Regions from separate parts of the Bicyclus anynana genome. Here region 1 is linked to region 2. A link is a contact called in public Hi-C data. All regions are on one chromosome and are shown on one strand. The core of a region is the stretch at or near the end of the contact, and the rest is flanking DNA. Distances in the headings are between cores, read along the strand shown. Region 1 overlaps LOC112058008 (heterogeneous nuclear ribonucleoprotein K). Region 2 holds the start of LOC112058008 (heterogeneous nuclear ribonucleoprotein K).

Evidence for each region. Hi-C and Micro-C count contacts between places; a contact is called where the count stands out from the background.
Region 1: a contact with region 2 is called in a Hi-C map of whole larva, with 4 times the contacts expected there. The contact joins the enhancer-like site here to the promoter of LOC112058008 in region 2. A contact is called at or near these places in 2 of 2 Hi-C or Micro-C datasets (whole body and whole larva).

The regions. Positions count from the first base shown.
Region 1 is chr20:10,451,978-10,457,922 of ilBicAnyn1.1, reverse strand. All of the region lies in intron 7 of LOC112058008 (heterogeneous nuclear ribonucleoprotein K), which reads right to left. Among protein-coding and RNA genes, the nearest start is that of LOC112058024, 17 kb to the left of the region's middle. Within about 2 kb of position 2,877, at least 8 of the 8 cell types and tissues checked have open chromatin away from gene starts, as enhancers often do.
Region 2 is chr20:10,408,501-10,414,441 of ilBicAnyn1.1, reverse strand. LOC112058008 (heterogeneous nuclear ribonucleoprotein K) reads right to left here and starts at 4,487. Exons shown (of 12, transcript XM_024098655.2): 1 at 4,335-4,487. It overlaps LOC112058023 (store-operated calcium entry regulator STIMATE), which reads left to right and starts at 5,177. Exons shown (of 6, transcript XM_024098681.2): 1 at 5,177-5,530. The coding sequence starts at 5,401.

The DNA.
Region 1 (5,945 bases), core at 1,628-4,127, 45 kb before region 2:
TTTGTAACTTTTAGTTTTCTATTGTTTTAGTAAATAACTTATTTTTTAAGTAATTTAAAAATTGCCATTTTGTCCATACGATCTCTTTGATCTATCTATTATGATTTAAGTAATTTAGCTATCCATTCATTTAAACATACTGAAAGATAATGCACCATCAAAAGAGTCAAATTCCACTCCAAAATATTTTAAACTTTTTTATTTATATTTAGCACTCAATCTTTGTAACTTTAGTTCAGCCCTCTTTAAAATCAATAGCTTCGTTTTGTTAAAGAGGAAAATATTTTTTGATTCTTAACTTATTTTCTACAGTGATTTAGTCTTTTTTTATATGACTGTCTGTAATAATACTGTAACTAATGAAAATCTTTGTTTGTTTGTTTGTTAACTCTTTCACGTTTCAACTTCAACAGTAGCGCTTCTCTGTAATGATATTTTTTATAACTCGACAGTGCGAGTTTCGAATTCATCGCTATCTCTGTCTATCGTGTAGAGAGATATAGACAAATTCGATATTCACACTGTCGAGTTATAAACCATTGTTACAGAATATTATTCCAGTCATCGAGATGTTATTAAAAATTGAGATATAGAAATGTTCACTTAAAAGCTGTCCACATTTTGTGTTTTGGCAAATATCAAATATCCAATCCTTCCAAATCCAAATAAATATAATCTGTTCTGTATCAAGCCCGATCGGCATGCAATATATATATTTTTTTCTGTTTTAGGATAGTTAAAGAAAATTAAAAGTTCATAATTAAAGCTTCAAATTCATAATTAATTCACAGCAGAATCAACCTTAGGAGGGCTAACATGTTTTGCAATGCGATTACTTGAAAAGTCAACAAAAGTTGCTTTTGGCACTCATTTAGTGAGGACGTTTTATGGTCGCTGATTATGAGTTAATTTTTTTATAACAGATTCCAATGGCTCCAGATCGGTATACCACATATTGTCAGATGTACAAAAAAATATCAGGTAGGTTACCATAATCCAGGAAAAATGTTCTGTTTTAAATTTAAAAATAGAAAACAACGTTTGCAGGTGAATGAGTAACTTAGTCGTCAATTAGACGTAATTATGATGGTAAGTAAGCAGATTTAAATAATATAGTCCAAAAAGAATACTCCTAAAAGCATTTTTTTATGTTTGTGAAAATTCACATTAGAAAATGCTTGAAAAAGCTACTAAAAGTACAATTTGTACTTCTATGTTAATACAAAATTAAAGTAAGTAAAGGAAAAAATTATTGGTAATAGAAACTCAAAAGAGTTAAATTAATAAATTCAAATAGAATTAATCCGTTATTTTTATAGCAGAGAAAATATTTTTTAAGCCAATGATAACAATTACGCAAACAATTAAATAAACGCAAAAATATTTTACCTATAGATTTTTTTATAAAGGAGGACACTATTAGGTACTAAAATAAAAACTGTAATTAGATTGTCTCTAAACAAATAAAAATCCAATGCGCCAAAGGGTGTTGCCATCCAATTTATTACAAAGCAAAGACATCGTAAAAAACGGTCCTATATTGCGTCGGGTTTATTATAGGAAAACTTTATAGTGACTCATAAAATTTTACTGCAGGCAACACGGAAAGATTAGAAATATTAGTAGTGTTGATCGATTCCTAATTAACGAATGTATGACGTCATTAACTTGACTTTCACGCCACTACTATCCACATTTTGTACATACGAATACTAAAAGGATACCTTACCGATTTAACTGACTTATCAGCGTCCAATCTACACTAAGGCTAGCAAGCTTTTTGGATCGTAGTTTCCTTTTGTCGCTCAAAGAAAGAAACTAAGAAAATATTTTGGGATATTTTAACTTGGTTATTAGTGAAGAATTTTTTTTGTCTGTTCTTTCTGCTTTGAAGGGTCAGGATTTTCAACACGGGCCAAGTAACAAATCTGTAGGTTCATATTGTGTTATTAGGTTCCATTTCTTTATTCTAATTGAAAATTATAACCTACAGTTGAACGTCAACTACGGGCAGTACCTTTGTCATGTCTGTCTGTACGTCACTTACACTATTGTAAAGAAACAGTACAATATCAACTAACAATAGAATGGGATGAAGCGGACAGAAGGTATATCCAAAAGTTACAATCTAAATTATATCTATTTTATACGCTCTATCAAGCGTGATTTTGGTTTAGATCTAGCCTAGCTAGCATAAAAAAATATTTTCTAATACCACTTGAGCCAGAGAGTTGTCAGGTAAAAACAACAGTAAAATTTCATACGTCCTATATTACTGACGCAAAGAGAATTAGCATAGAACACGAGGAAACCTTTAGGGTTAATAAATGATTCACCAGTTGAAGAATGACGTAAAGGGCGGCTGAAACGTATTCAGCCTCCGAGTAGTCAATTTAAACGCGCATACACCGTAAGGGTAACCGGTTAATGCATAAATAATTATTAATCGGCGATACGAGAGGGCTTTTGTGTATCCGCCGTGCGGTGACGTTTGGGGGCGGCGGGCGCGCACGCGCGGCCGCATCGATCCGCGCACGTGGCGCGCCCAGACACGCACAAACAGCTCGGCCACTGACACCGAACACGGCACTCCAACAAAAAAAATTACGTTACGTAACGATTACTGTGCCAAATGCTCCAATTTATTTTAAAAAAAAAATCACAACCAACCTCATTATAGATAGGCGATTTAAAAAATTTCTACACAAGTCACTGTTCATGTTAAATGATTCCATGTAATAAAAGCACTCGCGGAAACCGACGGGTCGTGAGCTAGCGATCAAAGTATCGAAAGGTCGGTAGCGGACGACCGTCTCCGAAGACGGTCGCGGCTGGAATAACTTCGGGAGCACCGGCGGTGGCGAGTGGCGTGCAACACCTGAACCCCGCCCGCCCCGCGCCCTCCCCGCAGGCTGCACTTGTAGGGCTGCGCCACCCCGCGCGCCACGCCTACGCCAGCGCCACTGAACCGCCACACGGCAACTTCAGCCTTACCTTCCCTTAAAGCTACTTGTCAGTCAAACATATTGACGACAGAGCCGAGACGAACCATTAGCCGGCCTAGTCATTATTCTAGTCATTAATTGCTTCAAATCAGAAAATGGTAGTATAAAACTGCAAATATTACGAAAAATAGTTCTCAAAGCATAAAACTGTAGTCTTGATTAGACTAATTTCTCGAGGGTGAACAGAACAGTCACTGAGCCACACGGCAACTTCAGCCTTACCTTACCGTGGAGCTACTCGTAGTTGTCAGTCAAACTTATTGACGACAGAGCCGAAAAGAATCATTCGCCGGCCCATCAATTGATTCTTCTCATCAACTTGTAATCTAGCACAAATAGCTCTAAATCAAAAAATCTGTGCAACACCTTTTGGTAATACAAAACTGCAAATATTGCGAAAATTAGTTCTCAAAGCATAAAACTGTAACAAAGCATACTCGTAAATGTTGTCTTAGATTAGGCTGATTTCTCGAGGTTCACCCTGTCAGAGCCGAGACGAACCTTTCGCTGGCTCATCAACTTGTAATCTAGCACAAATTGCTTTAAACCAAAAAAACCTATGGAACGTCTTCAGTAATTCAAAACCGCAAATAATGCGAAAATTAGTTCTCAAAACAAACAACCGTAGTTGTCTTAGGTTAGGCTGACTTCTCGAGGGTTAAATGAACCGCCTATGTTAGTGGGTCGATAGTAGCTTCACCAGCAGCGGCGAAGCCTTACCGAGGCGGCTCGGTCGGAAACGGAAGCGGGCTCGCGTGCCCGAGCCTCTAATTGCCAGTGTCACCGCGACATCGCCTGTAATTACGGCGACATATGTGACCGGTTCAAATTACACCTTCACCGCTGACGGGAATTTTATTACAATTGTAATGGCCACCAAATGTGGCCATACGCTACGTGATGATTCTCAATTCTTGCGTCATTACGTACGAGTATTAAACGTTCTATCCGTGACATGCCTTGGTTTGCCTGAAATAAATCATGTGCACACCATTGGCAACTGTGGAATTATATCTTTAGAAATAGCACGTTATGAAGATGTAGACCGGCAATTAAGTATAAAGCTCAATTTTCCTGTACTTATTCAATGGTCGGAACAGGCTGAGAAATTTTTCTAAAATTCTTAGTTCTCTGACCAAATAGCCAGTCTGCCAATCTGTACATTGTATGTAACCTACTATTTTAAGTAAATAAAACAGAACTTGTTTGTATTACTCTGTGCAGTTCAATAAAACTGCATTTATTCATGCGTTTCCTACCAAGCTCGTATCTGGCATAACTGATTTCCTGAATGTCTTATTAGGTTGACCTATTTATGGCAACAAACAGTGATATTATTATACAAATAATAGACAAAAATATATTGTGAAATAAAAAAATCCTACCAGACGCCGCCGTCATTGAAATCCATATCCACACATGCTGTTATTACATACATTTTTACTCCGAAACAATATGTTCAACATTGCTACACAGTAAGAGTATTGACTCATCTAAAGATTCAAGACATCTAAATAATTTGTGTATTTTTTTCATTCTTTACAAGTTAGCCCTTGACCTCACCTGCTGGGAAGTGATGATGCAATCTTGCATGAAAGGGGGCTAACTTGTTAGGAGTAGGATGAAAATCCACCCCACTTTTGGTTCCACACGACATCGTAGCGGAACGCTAAAACGCTTGGCGGTACGTCTTTGCTGGTAGGTTCATCTTTGACAAATTCATTTCTCACAAAGATATTTCTCAAAAAGATTTTCTTTTTACGATCGCAAACGCTTCAAAAACTTGAAAAATGTATAGGAATGACATTTGCTATCGACAGGTAACGTGATCAAGATCTGTCATTCCCATACATTTTTCTAGTTTTCGAAGCGTTTGCGATCATAGAAAGAGAATCGTCGTGCCAGTTGGCTACAGGGGCGGACTAGACGCCCCCGTGTCGAGGTGATAATCGATGGATGTCCATTTAAGATCACGTTCTATCAACTAATAATAAAACAAAGAACTGAAACTGCCCTTAACAGTAGCACGCACGCCTGAAACAGTGAAGCTCTTTATGTTCACAAGCCGAACGCGTAAACAAAAACAATGGACGCAACGCGCTAGCGAGTGCTCTACAGTCTACACATCCTTTCATCAACTCCTGGCCCTTGTAATGTGTGGAAAGAGGAAGTGCTGTGGTTTGATTTAAAAAAAACTACCTTCCTCGCGTCACGTGCTCAGCCCCAGCGGACGAGCGATGAAACCCCACCGACACGTGTTCGAGCACCCTTTCATTAAATTACCCTAGTCGCCTACCTCGTCAGTTACTCCTCGATCAATTTAAGCTACGCAATACATTAAGGTGCTGATAGACTTGAGCATTCACTTGTAACAGAACATCGAACATTCGCCGTTTGTATATTTTACGAACTGAACAACGAGCCGAGCGAAGCATATTGCTACGAACATCTTGAGAATTCTATTCGATTCGATCAGGCAAATCTGCTCGCTTGATAGAATGTTCGCTAAATTCGTATTTTTCTGTGATGTGACATTCGCACGAATGCTCTTTACAAATCTATCAGCCCTTTTTATTAGACACACTGAAATCTGAATTAAAGGTTGCCAAGGAGAAGAACATTCATAAGAGTTATGCATTAAAATGATCTATCAGTCAGTCAATACATCTACTAGTCTACGCCCCGCAGTTTGACCCACGTAGATCCCGTTCAACTGAGAAAACGTTCGAATTTCAAAATCAGTTAAGTAGATCCAGGGATTGCCCACTAGAATACCAGAAACTTTACCTCTTTATGATATTAGGAACTACTGACTGACATAATTAGTAATTACTGACTGCTTCATCCAATCACAACCAGACTAGAAAGATGAACGGATTGTTATATTTTAATGAACGTATTGGTAGATTCAGGAAGAAGTTTCGGAAATTACAACTTTAA
Region 2 (5,941 bases), core at 3,238-5,737:
CGCCATGTATAGTTTACTGCAACTAATAAATTCTTAAAAAGCCTTCCATGGCATAAGGTTTATTAAACATTAAACTTGGCGTGTCAGACCTACGAAGCAAAAGGAATATCGAATGCATCCAATTGTAGTGCTGCATGACTTATGAAGAGCTACCACCTCAAAACGACTTTAGGCGGTAAAAATAACCGTAAGAAGCGCATTGGACGTTTCGTGAGGGTAATTGTAATGGGGGCGTTCTACACGCTAACGGTGAAGCCGGGCGGGAGACATCTTATATGTATTTGCCTCTCTAGTAATTTTCCCGTCCGTCCTTGTATATTTAAAGCGGCGTCCGTGCCGCTCTCATGCATATGTCATGAGCGGTTGCCGGGCAACCGTTTGTTGACGGTCGAACCGCGGGAAAGCGACCACTCGACCCACCACCACCGATAATTATCGTTCCACATTCGATATCGACACCCACCACCCAACTGGCCAAGGGATGAGTCGGCGATTAGATTGACGTTTTTCTCCAATAGTCCACACGTAATGGCCTCGTGGCCTGCGATGTCGTTGCCGTATTATGTAATATACAAACTATGTATCTATAACTATAATAAATGGCAGATAGCGTTAAAGCAGTACCGATTCAAATAAATAATGCACGCACGCAAAGTTATAACGATCACTTTGTATCGATGGCGAAGTCATTTTATGGTAGAATCATTAAATTGTACCTATATACCTAGATAGTTGTTAGCAAAAATGTAGCCATACAATATTATTTTAGAAGAAAGCGCTCGCTTTTAAAAGCCTTCCTAGACGCTTCGTCAGATAGATTACTCCAAAGATTTCACAGATGTTTGACTTCGTGATTGATTGCGTGGGAGGCTGCGAGTTTAAGGCTGAACACATATAATCGATGGATAAAAAATCGTTTTCAGTAAGGTTATCTAATATTGAAATAGGTAAACTTGTCAATTCGCGTGAATTTCCCGAAATATTCAGTAGCCAATACTTTATTTGGATTCTATTTTTTATGGGTTGTTTTAACTTTTTTTAAGAACTGCTTGTACTTCGATCTTTGCTTCTGGCCTATTCACAATTCGCTGAAGCTTTTTGTCGTGACACTGATAAATTCAGATTCGCAAAAAAGCTGCAACTACAATGTCTTTTCATTCTTTAATTAAAAAAACGGAGAAGAGAGAAAGCTTAATTCTTAACGTTGGTTTAGACGCAACTGTATCATGTGACTTAGTTACCATCTTACAAAATAAACCACAAAATACGATTTTTACTCAATATCATCAAGTATTATCAAATAAATAAAACAATGTCAAGGATACTAAGCCATAAAATACAATACTGTTTGGTCTCTGAAAATTATATAAAGACATGAATCCAATTGCTACGTGTCATGAAAAATGGATTCCGTACCATAACGGATCTTTAACTTAAGTACGCCGTACCTACGTTCGTATAACATTTCATAAATGCAACTTATACATTTTCCTCGTACCTTTATGTTAGTTAATATGTAATATATATTTGAATTTTACGCAACTCAATAATGCTTTATTTAATTAGTCAAAAGCTAGTGACAAATTCGCCTTATTACGAGGATTTTTTATAAAAGATATTTTTTTAAAAATTGGGTAATGCTACTCATAACATATTTGGAACTCACTAAAACACTGGAGGATGGTTTTTTGAGAGCGAGTGATTTTGTCCTGATCACTTTTGAATTCCTTTTGAACTAGGTTCATGTCACTAATACCTACTTGCACTGACTAGGGGATATGGGATGTTTGTATTCAATAGGTGTGTAGTTTACATGGGACTTTAAATGTGCACTCCGCTAAAAGCACAAGTTTACTAGTAAGCAAACTATGACTCTAAAACTACTGTAGTGTAAATGAAATATTGCTGGCATGCTACCAATATAATAAAACTTTACACACAACAGTTAGTTCCTAATTTCTTTTGAAATTATAAAGAATTGTAGATATACTGTTAACTGACCATGTTACTTCTTTTTGCAACTGTTATTTAGGTTCTGTTTTAGATAGCTTATTTTTTAGTATGTCGTCGATCAGTGGTGTGTAATGGTAGGCGTCCACAGATCCGCATCGTACGTATCGGACGCATCGCATCAAACAGAATGTAAGTAACCTTTGAATATGCAAAAATGCACTGTCTACCATGAGGATTCATTACAAACTGTATTAGACAACGGATTTTACAATTTGTATATATTATGCCTACCCTAATTAAAAACTTTGTGCACACCACTATTATCAATGTAATCGTTCTAAACCACTATCATTATAATACTCCATGGAAGTTCAGATACAGCAATACAATGAGTGGAGACCTTGTTAGGATGACATCATGCTATGGTATCGTAATTATTTTTTTTATTTTTTTCTCTTTTCTTGATGTGTATTTTGTAATAATGTGCTCTTCAAGGCACTGAAGTTTTTCAACACTTCCCAACTCCATGCTGGTGATTTTTACAGATTTTTTAGAAAAAAATTCAAGCAGAATTTTCATACCAAATGCCTTTTCAATTTCAGATTTTTCCTGATTGAAAATTATCTATCTCACCAACTTTGTCCTGCCAAAGTAACAAACGTAACAATAAACCATTAAAGATTGTTTAAGCTATTATTCCAAGAGCTGGCAAAAAGGCTACCGCACCTTAACAAATAACTGGAGCCTGGGTTGGAGAGTCAGTCAGGATTTTTATTATTTCTTTTTATTTTTTATTTGCGAGCATCTAGCAAAGTCAAAGACCAAATTAAATAATATTTTACTCTTTAAAAATGTTCAATATAAAGGTATAAAAATACAGATTGCCTCAAGGATATTTTTTGCAAAAAGAAGTGTGATATTTTTTGCAAAAAAGCCCACTAATCCATTTAAAAAAAATTACATTTGTGGTAATAGGGCATGGGTATAATATGTTACCATGAGCAAATCCACCCTATTTCCGTGGATAGAGAACTGGGTGACAATTCTTACTAAAAGATGGATCGTTGGCACTGGCATGCACTTCATTGAGGCAAAAACACACTGCCTACCAACAATATTTTATACTAGAAATAGAGGGCACTAGTGCATCAAAACTGAGACAGACAAATGTGCATAATTGTCTTAATTTCATTTAGTCGCTTTTTAAAGAACAAATGTTATTTAAACAAATAATACCTAAATATTATCTACAATGTCGAGTTGTGTATGCATGAAGTGTAAAAACTTTATATAAATAAATATATAATGGAATTAAACACAAAATTGTGCATGTGAGCACTCAGTGTTGTAGCTAAATTTGGATCACTGTTTGTAGTGGCATGTACCACTACAAACTACCTATCTATAGATTATAAGTATCATTGCTGCCTACCCAGTACCCTGAGGGACCGATAATGAACCTGTATTGGAGAACAAATTCTACTGATTTTTACTTATTGTGTACACTCTAGTTTAAAACCTAGTGCACCCCTCTAAGTAACCTAGTGCCAATTTAAGTTACTGTTGTGAACTAAGCTAGAACCCAGAGCCGCAAAGCCAGTTTATAAAAAAAAACAATTTAAAATATGTACTATATTGCCAGAGCTCCCAGTATTCCATACTGCCTAAGCATTATATAGAATATACTGGAATATGCAGATTGCCAGTAACATATATATACAAGTGACTTATTGGACATATATGAATAGGAACATTATGTTAAGTACATTACGTACATAATTATGTAGCTTTAAATACTTGTTAGTTACTTATAAATTAATTAATAGGTTGCAAAACAACATAAGTAACCTTTTGCTGTTGCAGTGTTATCAAACATCATGGGTAACATTATTCAGCCTTGTTCTGAGTTTATTGTGGTAATAAGGGTCTCACTTTTTGATTTGTTACAACGAAACGTCAGATAATCGGGTCAATGGTCAGTAGCGCTGTGGAAAATTTAGAAAATCCTATACCTAAAGTTACAACCTTTTCTCTAATGCATAATTCCAAATACCCTTGTTTATAATATTACTGTCAGTTAATTGAACAGTTAAGAGGCTTTGAAACGAAACTGTTATTAAATATAGGGAAAAAAAGATGTGAGGATACGAAAAAATAAGATCGAATGAATGTCACAGGATAACCAAAAAAAACTTTGAATATCGTCTTTTTAGTAATATTACAATACATAATTCGAAGTAATTACCTTTGTAAGTTTTAATCGATTGATTTTCGACGGTTTTAAGTAAAAAATTGCTAGCCGGTGGCCAATATTTAATCAATAACGTGACGTGCACAACAATTTCTACAAATGCAAAATATCAGGTTTAAAAAGCACTTACCGAGTGAGCTTCTTTTTTAACAGGTGTTTTGATATTAAATAATAATGTGCAGAATTATTTATTAACAGTTTTCTCGAAATTACAAATAAAACGAGAATACATAAAACAATAAAAATGGCGGCAATACGAGTGTGAAAAACAGAGAAGAATAGATTATAGAAGATGCTACTTTGATTGTGGTTAAAGCTTAGCTTACACGAGGACGACGCTACTCAATGCCTTTGCCGTCCGAATTTTTCGAATTTCCTTGAATAACAAAAAATACTTATCAACCACCGATTTTGTCAATATTATTCAATAATCTTTATTACTTTTCTTCTTTGCTAGCATATATCTAATACAGAAAATGAATTACATCAAACAATACATTGAATACTTTGATATTTTCAATTATTTTTCATTTACCTACGAAACTTTTTAAGAACTCTTATTGAAATACAATTTTTGGACTTTTTGAAGTGATAACTTTCTATGGGAATTGGGAGGGTACCGCTTCGTAACGTAGCGCGTTATGGTGCAACTCTGTCTGACTTTCTTTTCTCTTACGCATACATAAAACAATTTTTGGCGTACCGAGACGCACACGTTTTTTAATTATTATTTTTAGTTAGAACCTAAAAATTATTGTGGTCAAAGATGTACAATGTACTTAAACTAAAATGCAAACCTAGTGTGTACACAGTATTAATGTCTATAATTTTATTATTTGCTTCTACATTTATTTTCATCTGTAGTAGGCACAAAATTAATAGGCCTCTGAGCTGTTAAGCCTGCTGGTTTAAAAAATAAATGTCAGTCAATGTCAAAGAATTTAGATTTCAATGACATTTTCGTTTTCTGTCAGTGTCATTTCTTTTTTGTAACTGTTGTTAACAAAATATAGACTTTTTGAAATATTTTTAATTTTTTTATTAAATTAAGTTTTAATTTTTCGATAGAAATGCGTAATCTTATGGTAGCTTTGTATTGCAAGTGATATGAGAGATCCGTTTGTATTCATATTTGTTTAAAAAATATTATGCGCGATATTTATTACGTTTGAATATTGAAGAAGAGGAAATGAAAAATGAATAACTCCTCCGATTATTCTACGATCATCTGGTCTGAGCCACATTGCTCTAAAGATGCACTTACGGACACTTACGGCTGGTTTATGCAATTCCTTTTGGCAGTCTTGGCGTTTACATGCCTAATTGGTAAGAAAAGTAGGCATTGCGAAAGGATAACCTTTGAGTCATTGTCAATGTCTTGCGCAGCATTTGCTAATGCTCTAGCTACTCCAAGTTCTGTGGTTCAACTTAGTAATAAAAAAAAATTGTCAATAAAAATTAATGAAATTATATTTTTATCACAAATGACTACAGAATACAATATTTATAACAACAACTATTAAAAAAATAATACTATTTAATATTAAAACTTAATTTATGTTTGCGACTTTACTTAAGACCGTTGTTATAATTTTTTATTTTTTGTTTTTTATTACAAGTTAGCTTTTGACTACAATCGCAAGTGATGAAGGAAACCTCAATTGGCCCAGCCTCCAATCCAAAGCTACTCCAATTGTTCCATGTTTCAGATTCACATGTAACATATACACAATCAAC